Regions from separate parts of the Rattus norvegicus genome. Here region 2 is linked to region 1. Evidence: chromatin contacts called from public Hi-C data. All regions are on one chromosome and are shown on one strand. Each heading gives the region's core, a stretch centred on a gene start, on an enhancer-like site or on the middle of the called end of the contact. The rest is flanking DNA. Distances are from core to core; before and after follow the strand shown. Region 1 has its middle 18 kb from the start of Tmprss13. Region 2 overlaps Fxyd6 (FXYD domain-containing ion transport regulator 6).

What was found. A called contact is a pair of places that touch in the nucleus more often than the background predicts.
Region 2: a Hi-C map of kidney shows a contact between it and region 1, with 5 times the contacts expected there. The contact joins two enhancer-like sites. A contact is called at or near these places in 12 of 12 Hi-C or Micro-C datasets (the A7r5 cell line, the Rat2 cell line, Schwann cells and 7 more) and 1 of 1 datasets of contacts at active chromatin or transcription factors (oligodendrocytes).

What each region holds. Positions count from the first base shown.
Region 1 is chr8:54,501,609-54,507,733 of GRCr8, reverse strand. It overlaps the pseudogene Gstp1-ps4. Among named protein-coding and RNA genes, the nearest start is that of Tmprss13, 18 kb to the left of the region's middle. Within about 2 kb of position 2,468, at least 80 of the 93 cell types and tissues checked have an H3K27ac peak or open chromatin away from gene starts, as enhancers often do. A contact at or near this core is called in kidney, where this site is marked.
Region 2 is chr8:54,601,346-54,607,470 of GRCr8, reverse strand. It overlaps Fxyd6 (FXYD domain-containing ion transport regulator 6), which reads right to left. Exons shown (of 8, transcript NM_022005.3): 8 at 4,756-5,991. Among named protein-coding and RNA genes, the nearest start is that of Fxyd2, 8.1 kb to the left of the region's middle. Within about 2 kb of position 2,475, at least 2 of the 93 cell types and tissues checked have an H3K27ac peak or open chromatin away from gene starts, as enhancers often do. A contact at or near this core is called in kidney, where this site is marked.

The DNA of each region.
Region 1 (6,125 bases), core at 1,219-3,718:
TCCGAGGTCTGTGGGCTGAAAGGGACCCCTTTCTTATCTAAATCTTCCTACAACAGACCTTCATGTGGAGCACTTAACGAAGCCTTAATTTCATACTTCACAGTATGTGATAATTCGAGATAGCTCAGATCATCTCTAATTATAAAGCCAAGGATGACCAGGAACTTGTGGTCTTCCTGCCTTCGCCTCCTGAGCGCTGGGAGTACAGTTATGGACCACCGTGTCCGTTGTATGTGATAATCCGATGGCTGGTGGGAAGATTTTTAAGCTCAGTAAGGACAGAGGCCAGGTCTACTTTAGTTCTCTTTATTGCATCTCATTATCGGTTTTAATAGTAAAGCAAGTGACGTAAAGAAAAGTAAATGCCTGACCAGAGAATGAATGAATGGATGAATGAATGAATGAAATGTCCTTGCATGGAAGAATAAATGAATATTATTACTTATTACTGATTTTTTTTGTCTTACAAACTTTATTAGACTTGAGAAGAGGAGAACAAGCAGCTCCTGTCTCTTGTGTCCTCTATGGTTTGCCATTGTCATTGATCATTGATGGGACGGGTCACATGGTCAGGGGAGGCCGGAAAGGCCTTCATCTTGGGCCTGGCACTGAGACGGGTCACATAGGCAGAGAGAGGGAGGAGGTTGTCTAGGCAGCCAGGGGCCAGGACTCGGTGGAGCTGTAGCATATCTAGCAAATTATAATCGACCAAGGAGATCTGTGCACCCATGATAAAGGCTTTGCCTCCCTGGTTCTGGGTCAGCAGGGCCTCAAAGGGCTTCAGATTCCTAGGCAGGGCCTTCACATAGTCATCCTTACCACTCTCATCCTTGGTGGAGACGAGGGTGACATATTTGCAGCAAAGGTCCTCCACCCCATCATTCACCATACCCACCAGGGTGGCCTCCTTCTGGTCTTCCCCGTAAAGCCCCAAAGATAGGCCCAGGTGCCTCAAGATGGCATCAGATTAGTAAAGGGTGAGGTTTCCATCCTCAGACCTGGGAAGCTGCCCCTACAGACAAGTGGGCATGTGCAAGCCTTGCATCTGAGTATCTTTGGTAACCACCTCCTCCTTCCAGCTCTGGCCCTGGTCAGTCAGCAGCGTGCACATGGCTTCACACCACCCTCACCTCGAACTGGGGAGTAGACAATGGGGTACAGTGGCATGGCTGCTCTTAGCATTCCTTCTAGGCTCCGCCCAGCATTACTGGCAACAGCCAGGTAGGCCTGGCTTGCTATGAACCCCTCTTTGCTCTCTCTGCCCCTTCTCTCTCTCTGACTCTCTCCTCTCCCTGACCCTTTCTCCCTCTCTCCTCTTCCCCCTCTCTCTCCACATGTTCCTGGCTGTCGTCTCTCCCCTCCTGCCTCTGTCTTTCTGTCTCCCTTCCCAATCCCTTTCCCATGCCATAAACTCTACACTATACCTGTCACCCATCGTTGTCGTATGGCTGGTACCTCAAGGGAACGGATGTCTCAGCATGGGCCTGCTGAGGCCCCCTCCCACTGCACATACCCAGTTCTATCAAACATATCCTGGTGCCCTTTTATAAAGCACAATGACTGCTGTGTAGACCGAGGTGCGGACTCAGCGCCCCATAGACAGAGAAGTGTTTTGGATGCCTCCTTACTGACGTTTATGCCTTGCTTTCCTCTATTACCAGACTGCAGCCCAGTAGGAGATGTCAACAGGGTCCTTGTCCAGCATGGCCCAAACTGCTCTGTTAGCAGTGGGGGTGGTAAAGTCCTCGCCATTAGGCTTCTCTGTACCACTTTCTGCCTAAGATACGCAGCGTCTTGAAATAAAACTGCTGGGTACCCTCACATCCAGCCCAGGCACCTTTCTGCCTCAATGACCTTTGTCATCTTAATATCTATGATGTGCAGGACCTGCTAGGCAGGGTAACAGCCTCACTGGAGATGGCCTATGGATCTCCTCCTCCCTTCCTCCCTTACCATCACATCATCAGATCTTGACCAAAGAGGCCAGTGGTCCAGATACTATGCTAAATGTCAGGGAGGGATGTTCATGAGATAAAAGTGATTAATAAGATATGACCAGCATGTGCTGCATTCCACAGTTGGGGAGATAAGATATGTGCTTTTAAACAGGCTACTCAGACTATAGGGCAGTGTGTCATAAATGTCAGGCACAGGGTTAAATTGATTAGTGATGCCTGGTTTCAGGGGGGGGAGAGAGAATGCGCTAGAACTGTGAGCTGTGCTGGGCTGGGTCAGAGTGTTTTCTACTGTGTCATTCATTTACTTCACGTTGTTCCGTGCAGGAATCAGTCAGGTGCTCCCACTACACTGCTCAGATACAAAAGAACCCCGACTGATGTTGAGTGAAGAGCGGGTAATACGTGAACGAAACTCGAAGACCACCTCATCGGCGCCCAGCGCCTGCTGAAATGAGGCGATGAGGTGATGACGTGCTGCCTGGGTCGCAAGCGGAAGAGCCCCCACCTGCTGAAGTCACGCCTGCTGAGTCATTTCCGGGGAAGTGACTCCGAGAATCTGCCTGCTCGCGTGAGTGTATAGCCTTCCAGTTTCTATCTTCTGGCGCCACCTAGTGACATAATTCGGAAAAACTCCGCTCCTCCCACTTCCTGGCTTTCCTCATTTGCCTCATACCCCGTAGCTCCGAGTACAAGATACCTCTCTTTCCAGTCCACTTCTCCTATGATTTTCTCACTGTGATCTTTCCCCTGAGCATCCTCTTGAAGAAACATCATCTTGTCAATGTCACGGACTTCTCGGAGTTCTCTAAGATATCCTGGGCTTTGCCAGGGAGGTGTTGGGGAAGCCTGTGCTTCAGGTCCCTCTAGATCTACATCCTCTTAATGCATCCACTTTTCTGTACCACTTGGCATACCACACTATACCATATTCTTGAGTCTTCACACCCCAAAGTGCCACCAGCCCAAGGCTGCACAGATAGCTCACATTATTGTATGAAGGGAAGGGTCACAGTGGAGGCTGACATTGTCAAAAAACCTAAAAGATTAGACATCCTGTCCCACTGCCCAGAGGTTTAGCTTAGAGGAACAAAACATGCTGTTCACGCACAGCCCTGGCCTTATGACAGGGTGACTGTGTCCTGCTGGCACATGTCTGGGTATCCTGGGTATGCAGACTGGCAAGAGCCGTACTCCAAGAGATGGGACAGAGGGAGGCAGGTGACAACTGACAAATTAACTAATGGATTATTTCTGTAACAACGAAAGCTATAGAGAAAAGAAAGGGAAACAGAGTAGTTGGTTGAAAGTGGAAGAATCTATATGGTGATCTGAGCCAGACAGGATGGCAAGAAGGTCTCAGAGGGAGACAGAGAAGAGGGGCCTGGAGAGATGGCTCAATGGTTAAGGGCACTGACTGCTCTTCCACGGGTCCTGAGTTCAAGTCCCAGCACCCACATGGTGACTCACAGCCATCTGTGCTGACATCTGATGCCCTCTTCAAAACAGCTACAATGTACTCATATATAATAAATAAATCTTAAAACTCTTAGAGAAGACCCAGGTTAAATTCCCAGCAGCCTTGTGGTAATCCACAGCTCTTCATAACTCCAGATCCAGGAGCTCTGGCACCCTCTAGTGGCCACACACACTAGACGTATATGTGGGCCAGACACTCATACATTCAAACATACACATAAACAAACAATGAAAAAAAAAAAAAAACAGTGAGTACAGTGAGGACGGAGGGGAAAGAGGTGAACAGTGGGTCCCTTCAGAGTTGACACACTAACATGAGACCAACGGGGCAAAGTGGTTAACATGACTTTAAAGGTGGCAATGTCCTTGTGTATGCTGGAGTGTAGGCCCCTGAGACAGGCCCTTCATTTTCAGAGGACTGACTACACACATAAGGGAGTTTTTATTCTTTCACTTGATTTCTGTGTTGGTTTGGGTGGGAATCAAAGGGAGAACTGAGATTGACACCCAGAGACCAGAGCAGAGAGCTGTTTGGAAACAGAAGTGCAGAGTGAATTCTCATAGGCCTCCCCTGGAAGTCCCTCCTGAGAAGACTCAGATGACATCAGCTCTGGGGCTGGGTTGAGCTCATCTTGTGGGACTCGAAAGAAGGGAATGCTACCGAAAGCTGGGGGTAACAGTCTCTACTTCAAGAAGCCAAGTTCAGCCTCCTGTCCTCCAGAAGCCAAATTAAACAGCCAGGTCAATAGAGAGAAGCAGAAAGATTTGTTCGTTGTGGTCATGTGGGGAAGAGGAAGAAAGAGATCCAGTGACCACTTTGAGTCCATCCTAAAGTGAAATTGAAATTTAAACAGAGGGCTAGAGACATGTACACCTAAGCAGTTCTGGTCAGAGCATGGTAACGCCCACCATTGATCCATCACTGTCTGAGCTTCATTCAGTTTCCTAAAGTGAGCTGGCAAGCTGTGAATGTCTTTCTGGGAAACAAGTACTGTCCCACTCCCAGCCAGTTTGCTACTCAGGTCAGGAGACACCTAGTTCTTCCAGGCTTGTAACTGGAGAATGCCCGATTTCTTGGATTAGTCCTCAGTGCACTCACTGTGCCCCTCAGGACTGGCCTTTGGGTATCTCAGGGTGTCCTGAACCCCAGGGGCCACTGTGATGCCCACTTGACAGTCGAGAGAGGCCAGAAGACATCCAAGTAACTTGCTGAAGATCAGAGAGTTCTGAAGAGAGAGAGGCAGGGTTGATTCTACCTTGGCACCCCGAACCACATGTGAAATGCTTGAATGAATTTTAAGGTGTGTGTTTGTCCAACCCCTGATGCCGGCATCCAGGTGTGCATGGAAAGTCCTTGTTTCTTTCAATCCCAGTCATAGTGATTCTGTCTTGAAAGCTGACAGTATAAGCTGATAGTTTTCTATCAACGGTGCTTTGGTCAGTTTCTAGAGAGAGTTTTGGTTGAATATGAATATGAGGCTCAAGGGGACACTGGGACGGAGTATTGGAGGTAAAAAGTTTATTAGGATAATTATTAACTCCTTGGAGAGACAGACAGACAGACAAGAACATTATGGGAACTTTTGGAGACTTCAGAGTCCCAGGATCAGAGACAGACAACATGGCAGGGGATCTGAAAAGAGGAATCAGGGTCCACATGGCAGAAGTAGGATCTCTTCTGAGGATCTGAGGATGTGGTGGTTTCTGAGTAGGGTGCTTTGATTCCCTGGCAGGGGGCTGGGGAGAGAGAGGGGAGCAGGGTGTGGGTCACCAATACCCAGTTTGATGTACACTCACATCCATAGGAGAGAAACCTGGCATTTGGAAATACGTTAACCATAGACCACCAGTCCTCTCAGTACGGTGCCTGTCAGTAGCTGGGAGAGGAGAAGTGCTGCCATGGGTATTATACTCTGAGCTGAAGTCTGCTCTGGGTTCTCAGGGTCATAACTGTTGGTGGGATGATGGTAACAACAGGGAAGTCAGGCTAGGACATAGCAGATCGCCCCCACTGTGCACGAGACAGACACACACAGCAGAGTCAGCTGGACCAAAATATCACAAGTACTGGGGTTGCAAAGCCCTGACAGGGTTAAGCGGGGTGGGGGTGGGGGTGGGAGTGGGAGTGGGAGTGGGGCGCACCAGGAAAGCAGCCGCTGGCCACTGTGACATTATCTTGATTATTTGACCTCACTCTGGGGCCTGGTTTTCAGCTTGTCAAACTTGAACCTTGGTTTTGTGACATTTCAGAGATAAAGATTCTGCAGCCATGATTCACAGCAAGCAGGAAGCTTGAGGAGTGGACTTGTAATGGTTTTCACGCTGTTACTCCATGAAACAAGGCAAGGAGCTCTCTCCCCTGGTGCATGCAATGCCTCAGAAGCGCCAAGAGGAGAAAATAATAAAAAGGCAGAAAGAAAAGAGCAGCAGACATTTCCCTCAACATCTCTCCTCACTCCCAACCCTTAAGCAAAGAGCCTGGAGTCCATAGCTTGAGCCACTTCCTGTCCAGGAGTTCTTCAGTGACACCTGAGGAAAAGGTAGCACAGGCAGCTCCTTCTAGAAGGATTCAGACCTAACGAGAATCCAAGACACAGGGACAGGTCCAGGGCGTTCTCTGATGACACAGCCATTCATTTACTCTAAGAATCCAGAAGATAACACAGCCTAGAATTTTCCTTTAAAATTTTA
Region 2 (6,125 bases), core at 1,226-3,725, 100 kb before region 1:
AAGGAACTGCACTGCTCTCCCGAGAGCAACTGAAGAAGTATCTGCTCCCGTGTCTGTGTGCACAGCCCCTTAAGGCCAGACCACACCAGTGTAAATCCTTCTGTAAGCTGACCTTGTCCGTCTGACCCAGTGAGCCCGGAGAAGGATGCTTCTCTTTATCCTGCCATCCAAATTGCATGGTAACACCTACCTCAGACTCTTGATGCGGGAGGAGGTCGTTAGAAGAAGTGCTTGCCCAAAGAGGGTTCTAACAATGGTATCACCACTCTCTACCCTAAGCTGGGCTGGGTCCCCAGGAGATAAATTTGTTCACCACGTCCCTTTAGCTCGGGAGCCCCCTTGACTTCTACTAAAGGGTCCCTGACAGTTGTCTTCTGTCCCAGTGCTCCAGTTGGATCCCCACCAGGCATTACCACCACTGGCCCCAAGTTCTCCCCTAGGAGAAACACCAAGCAGCAGGCTCTTCCAATCAGTCTCCCAGGCTCATTCTGCTTCTTGGAGTCTTCCCTGGAGTACCAGGGCCCAGTAGTCATAAAAATGCTACCCTCCTGATTTTTTAAAAGAATGGGACAGGCCAAGAGCCCCCAGTTTTCCTTCTTGGTTGGGTTTCTCCAGGGTGGAGGCCCAGAGGGTTATCTAGCTGTGATCTCTAAGACCCAGAGACCAGAACAGTCTTTGGAGCTGGGGAGACGGATCCCTTTCATCCTTGTCATGCCCACGGGGACAAGGCCCTCAGCCACTATGCCTCATTCCCCCAAGTCCTTCAGACAGGTTTGTCCTATGACTCAGGGCAGCCATGTGGACACTCCCCATTGCATTGGTGGGGAGTGAAGTCACAGGTTGAGACATCCAGCTGCTCCTCATCCCCCTGATTCCCACAGGAAGCACTGCAGTAGGAGTCCTCACCACCAACCTTCCCACAACAGGGCTCTCCCCCCGCCAGCCCAGGGCTTTGTGAGGTTTCCAGACAGAATCCATACCATCAACCTTCAGGCCCCAGCATCATTTCCTTCATGTCGATTTGTAGCTCAAAGGAGCTTCAAGGGTGCAGAGACCCAAAGCCCTGAGAAAGCCCTGACTCCAAGCTGAGGCCCGTTCTCCAAGATATGGTCCCCAGGGATGCTGAGCAGGGACCGTGGCTGTTCCTTATAGTCTCCATCTGTGCCAGCTAGAGGTCCCAAACCCTGAGGAATGCCAGCTCCTGTCTCCTGCTGTGACCACAAGTGCCAGGTCACTGGGGTCTTATAAGGCAAGGGCTTGGAGGAGGTGGGCCCCATAGGATCCAGTTCTTAAATGTTGGCCTCAAGATGGCCCAAGCAGTGGGGCACAGGGTTCCTGGGAGTTGCCAAAGGGCAATGTCTGCTGAGAGTCAAGGTCACCATGTTAAGGCAAGGACAAGCCCATTAGCACAGCCTCCTACACAGAGAACACCCTGGAGAGAAATGCCTTCTTGGTTTTCTCAGAACTCACACCTGGCCTTGACCTGAAGCTCAGGTGTTTCTAGTGGCTCCTTGTGGCCACTGCCTTTGAAGAACCTCAGGGAACAAACCATGCCTTTTCCTCTGGAGTCCTCAGACAGGCTTTTGTGGCTTTCATGTGGCCTGACCCGTAGGCATACACAGATCACCACATCCACTCACTGTACTGTCAGTTGCTGAGGCTGGGTCCAGCTGTCCCCACCTGGCAGGGATTCCACCGATTTCATGGTGTGGAGAGTTCCGAGGATCTGCTTTTCTTTTCCTGACATCACGGGCAGGCAGGCTTTTGTACTACTACTTCACAGAGTGGGGACTGTGGGTGATATGTGTATGAGTCAGGACTAGAGTCCAGGTCTAAGGGGTAGGGACCCTTGCAATCAACGAGGAGGCAGCCCTTGAATAGCCAGGGATGCTAGTACCGGTGATGTGATGTCTTTCTGTAGAAACGTCAATGTGTTTTTTGTGTCTATTACATCACTATAAATCAGGGAAGTAATAGTATGCAGTATATAGTGTACGACACAGGCTATACACTGTACAGTATCGTGTCTAGGAGAGGATACTCTAGCTTTGGTGGCTTTCCCAGAGTCACACAGGTAGCTGGAGGCCTAATGACCTGAAGGACTTTACAGTGCAGGAAGAAAAGTGACAGAGAGGTAGGAGCTGAAGTCATGCAGTTGGACAGAAGAAGGGTCCAGGCTCCGAGGCAGGGGCTGCTTCAGAAAGGTCCACTCATTCTGCCCAGTATCCTTCAGGACATTAGAGACAGCATCACCTCTTGGCAGGAGACCTCTTGTTGTTCAAGGCCATGGAGCTGGGGCCCGGCTCCAGAAAATCAACAGGTGGTTGGCTTGAACTGGTTGATTCTGCCAGCCAGGAGCTTAGGGGTGACAGCAATGAATCACACAAATGGCAATAGGTGGCCATTCCCTCCTCTTTATGGCCTGAAGACAGGTATTTTCAAAGCTCCTCCCCCTGGCTTGGGCAAACACACCTGACCTTTCTAGCTCTACCCCAGCATCCGGGGGAGGGGGTATAGAGCAGCCCGGGACAAGGTGAGAACCAGACTGAGCTGGAGAATTCTTCTCACCTGCCAGTCCCTCATCCTTAGGAAGGCAGAGCCCTGCCTCCCAGAGTGGGGCAGGGGCAGAGCCCCTTGACCTTGGGATGTGCTTCAGCCTGGCACCCCCTTCCCGCTTCTACTGCTATGGTCGGTTTTACTCTCGACCCCTGCTCCTCTTCCAAGAATAGCCTGGCTGTTTCTAATCTACAACCTGTAAGGGGGAAAAAAATGAGCAAACAGAACACCTGAGAGGCTGAGGGCCATGGCCTTTGGGGTCGCAGAGACAGATTAGCGACATGAAAAATGAGCAGCGGTGGCTTTCAAAGGGGTTTGAACATCTCTGGGGGTCAAACTCATGTGAGACAAAGTTTTGGGGGAGGGGTCAAACATGAAGAACCCTCAAGGTCACTGAGAACAGGCGACTCACTGTCCCTGTAGAGTACAGTCCCTTTCCCGTCCAATCAGGTAAAGTAAATCGCAGGACTGGGCCTGTACATCAGTCAGCAAAGAGCTCACACAGCACACACAAACACCAGCACCCCTAAAACCAGCTGTGGTTGTGCACATCTGTAACCCAACTCAGGAGATTGAGGCAGGAAGACCGGAAGTTAAAGTCGTCGTCCTTGGCTGTATGGCTGTTTTGTTTGTTTTGTTTTGAGTTCGAGCTAGTATGGGCTACTGAAGACCCTGTCCTAGAGGAAAAACGAAAACTAAACAAATCAGAAGTGGAAAGGAGCATCAGGTGTCAGGGGCTGAGTGGCTGGCACTGCCCACCCTCATGACCTTGCAGTGTTGATGTGAGTGTGGGAAGTAGGCCCCACAAGCCCCACACCCTGCATCTGGCAACAGCGTGGTAGGTATCTTTCTGTATGGTTTTGGTGCTTAGGTGTTCCATTTCTGGGTCCGGGTCCCACACCACTGGCCACTCCTAGGAGCTCCCTCAGAGCACAGGCTGGGGTGCATGCTAGCTAGGTCACATCCTGAAAGGGAATAGAGCAGACAAGATTGCAGGAGCCATGAGTTGTCCCCCACCTTTCCCTGACACAGCTCTTCCCAGACACCAGCTGTGTGGTGCACACATGGCCCTGGAAACACTGACTGGGTCTAGCCCCTACTCCCTGCAACTGCTGTGACCTGGGCCAGTCTTGAGGGCTATCAGAGAATCTGTAAAACAAGGCCACCCTGCTATCTCAGGATAAAGTCAGGTTATCAGGCAAACTAAGTGGGTGCTTCTAGACACCTTGCAAAGTCACAGGCAGTGCGCTAGACTCATCGTAAAATAGCAGTGCTCCCTTTTATTGGTGTGGTGAAGGAAGGTCAGAACTTCTCATTCGACCTCTTTAGAGTTCAATGCTTTGGTTTTAGTAATGGCTGGCACCGTACCCACAATCCTTTGTGCGTCTGAGGCCACTTAGGGTCTCAGTCCCCTTCAAGGCATGATCTCCCTGATGCATGAGTGTGCCATGAACAGAGATCACCTGCTTCATTAATGAGTCCCCATGTGACCAGGGATATTTTAACCCCTGCTACCCCTGGCTTGACAATATTACACTTGTTCCCTGCTTAAGATCCCATCTTTTCAGAGCCCAAGACACACCAAGTATAGAGGTAGGAGGGAAATATACCCAGCAGGTCTTGGGATAGCTAACAAGAGGATGGAGTCCACCTGCTCCCTCAGGCCTGTGTGGTTCGGTTCTGTGGCTGGAAGCAACTCAGAATCCTCATGGTGGCTCCTGAGGTTCTATGGAGACCCTAAGATATTCTGGGAATTCCTCACTCTCTAGCTGTGTCTCACCCAAAACACACAGAAGGCTGGAGACAGGGCTTGGGCTGCTACCCTCAAAAGGAATCTGCCTGAAGCTGTGTATGTTTGGCCAACAGTACTTAAGAACCAACCAACCTTGTGGGAATGTCCTTGAGAGGCTTCAAGTGCCTGTCTATTACTGTCATCATCACTAATCCTCAATGGCTCTTTTCTACTCCAATTTGTTCTGCTGTGAGAAGAGCTAAGACAGGGGACCTGTGAAAAAGGAGCAAAAGAAGGAGAGAGAAAGAGGGAAGGGGAGAGGAGAAAGAGGCCTAAAGTGCCTGTCCCCTCCCTAGCATTCTTCAGTCTTGACTTCTTCCCTCTCACTGGGGACAGGCTCAGTTGTCCTTTAAGTTCCCCAGGGCCCTACAAACCCTCAGACTCTCAGAAGAAAAGCCACTCAGAGCCACTAGGAAACAATGCTGTATTTATTTATTTATTTATTTATTTATTTATTTATTTATTTATTTATTTACTTTTCTGTTGTCAGAGGATAATAGATCACAAGACAGAGATCAGCAGTCCCAGTACACAGTGTGGCTTGGTTCGTTTCCAAGGGAACACAATGGGCAGGTGGGGCAGGCTCTGGTGTGAGTTTCCACTCTGGTGACCTTTGACTCCCGTAGGCGTTTGCATCCACGGGTGTGCATACCCTGTTGCTCTCTCCCGCTGCCCCTGAACCCTTCCAGCCCTCTCCACTCCGACCCCTGACAGGCAGGGGAAAGAAACTGTAGTCTGCCAGATTCCACACCATGTGGCAGAGAGACAGAGCCACCGGCACCCTGCCTGCTGCCTGTCCCCTGGGCTATCTCCTGCCACAGACCAGCTTCAGAGAAGGAAGGAGTCCTCTGTCAGATGAATTGGGCTAGAGATGGAAGTCTCAGAAGCAGGGAAGGTGGATGAAGGCAGAAGGGCTCCAAAGCCTATGGGGATATTGCTCAGAAGTTAAGTAAGGAGCTCATTCCTCAGAGGCAAGAATTCCTGGGTGTTCTGTAAAGGGTGGGGCGGATTGGGACTCCTAAGTGGGCACCCTAAAAGAAAAAGGAGGCCTGGAGGGCAGACGCCTCAAGGGAGGCAATCTGAATCTCCAACTGCAAACGGACCTTCTAAACTGGTGGAATCTGGAGCAAGTTTCTTCTCAGAGTCCACAAGGAACATCAGTGAAGAGGGTACGAACTTTCTCAGCCCCGGGATCACTGGGGACTCCTGCCCTCAGTACAACTCTCCCTCAAGCCTAAATCCAGAAAGAGGGGACTAAGGGCTCCTCAGGGACGGGGAGACTCCAGAGAGCAAGAGTAGATGGAGGTCACAGGAGGGCACAAGGTGCTGACGGTGGCATGGGAGAGGAAGCACACAGTTCACAGGAACAATGAAACGACCACGAACGACCACAGTCAGCAGACACACACAGACACGGCACAGACGCGGCACAGAAAGGGTCCAGAGCCCGGCTGCAGTGAGAAGAAGGGCTGTGAGTGTCACATCATTAATACAAGACTAGGGTTAGTAGGGGGTGGGGAGAGGCGCAGGGAACACGAGTCCTCGGCATCTCCTGGGGAAAGGTCTGGTATGAAGTAGCCGGCTTTCTCAAGCCTCGACATCAGCCTCTAAAGTGTCGGGTAGCTGGCCTTGGCTTCTGGAGGCTGTGGAGGCAGAGAATTCACGTGACAACCCCAGATCCTTTCTGATACCCATACCTCGTCTTCTCTCCGTCTTCAGCACAGTCCCTTTGCCCGAAAATCTCACTGAGGGCATGCCCTTGACGTCCCCAGGTCCA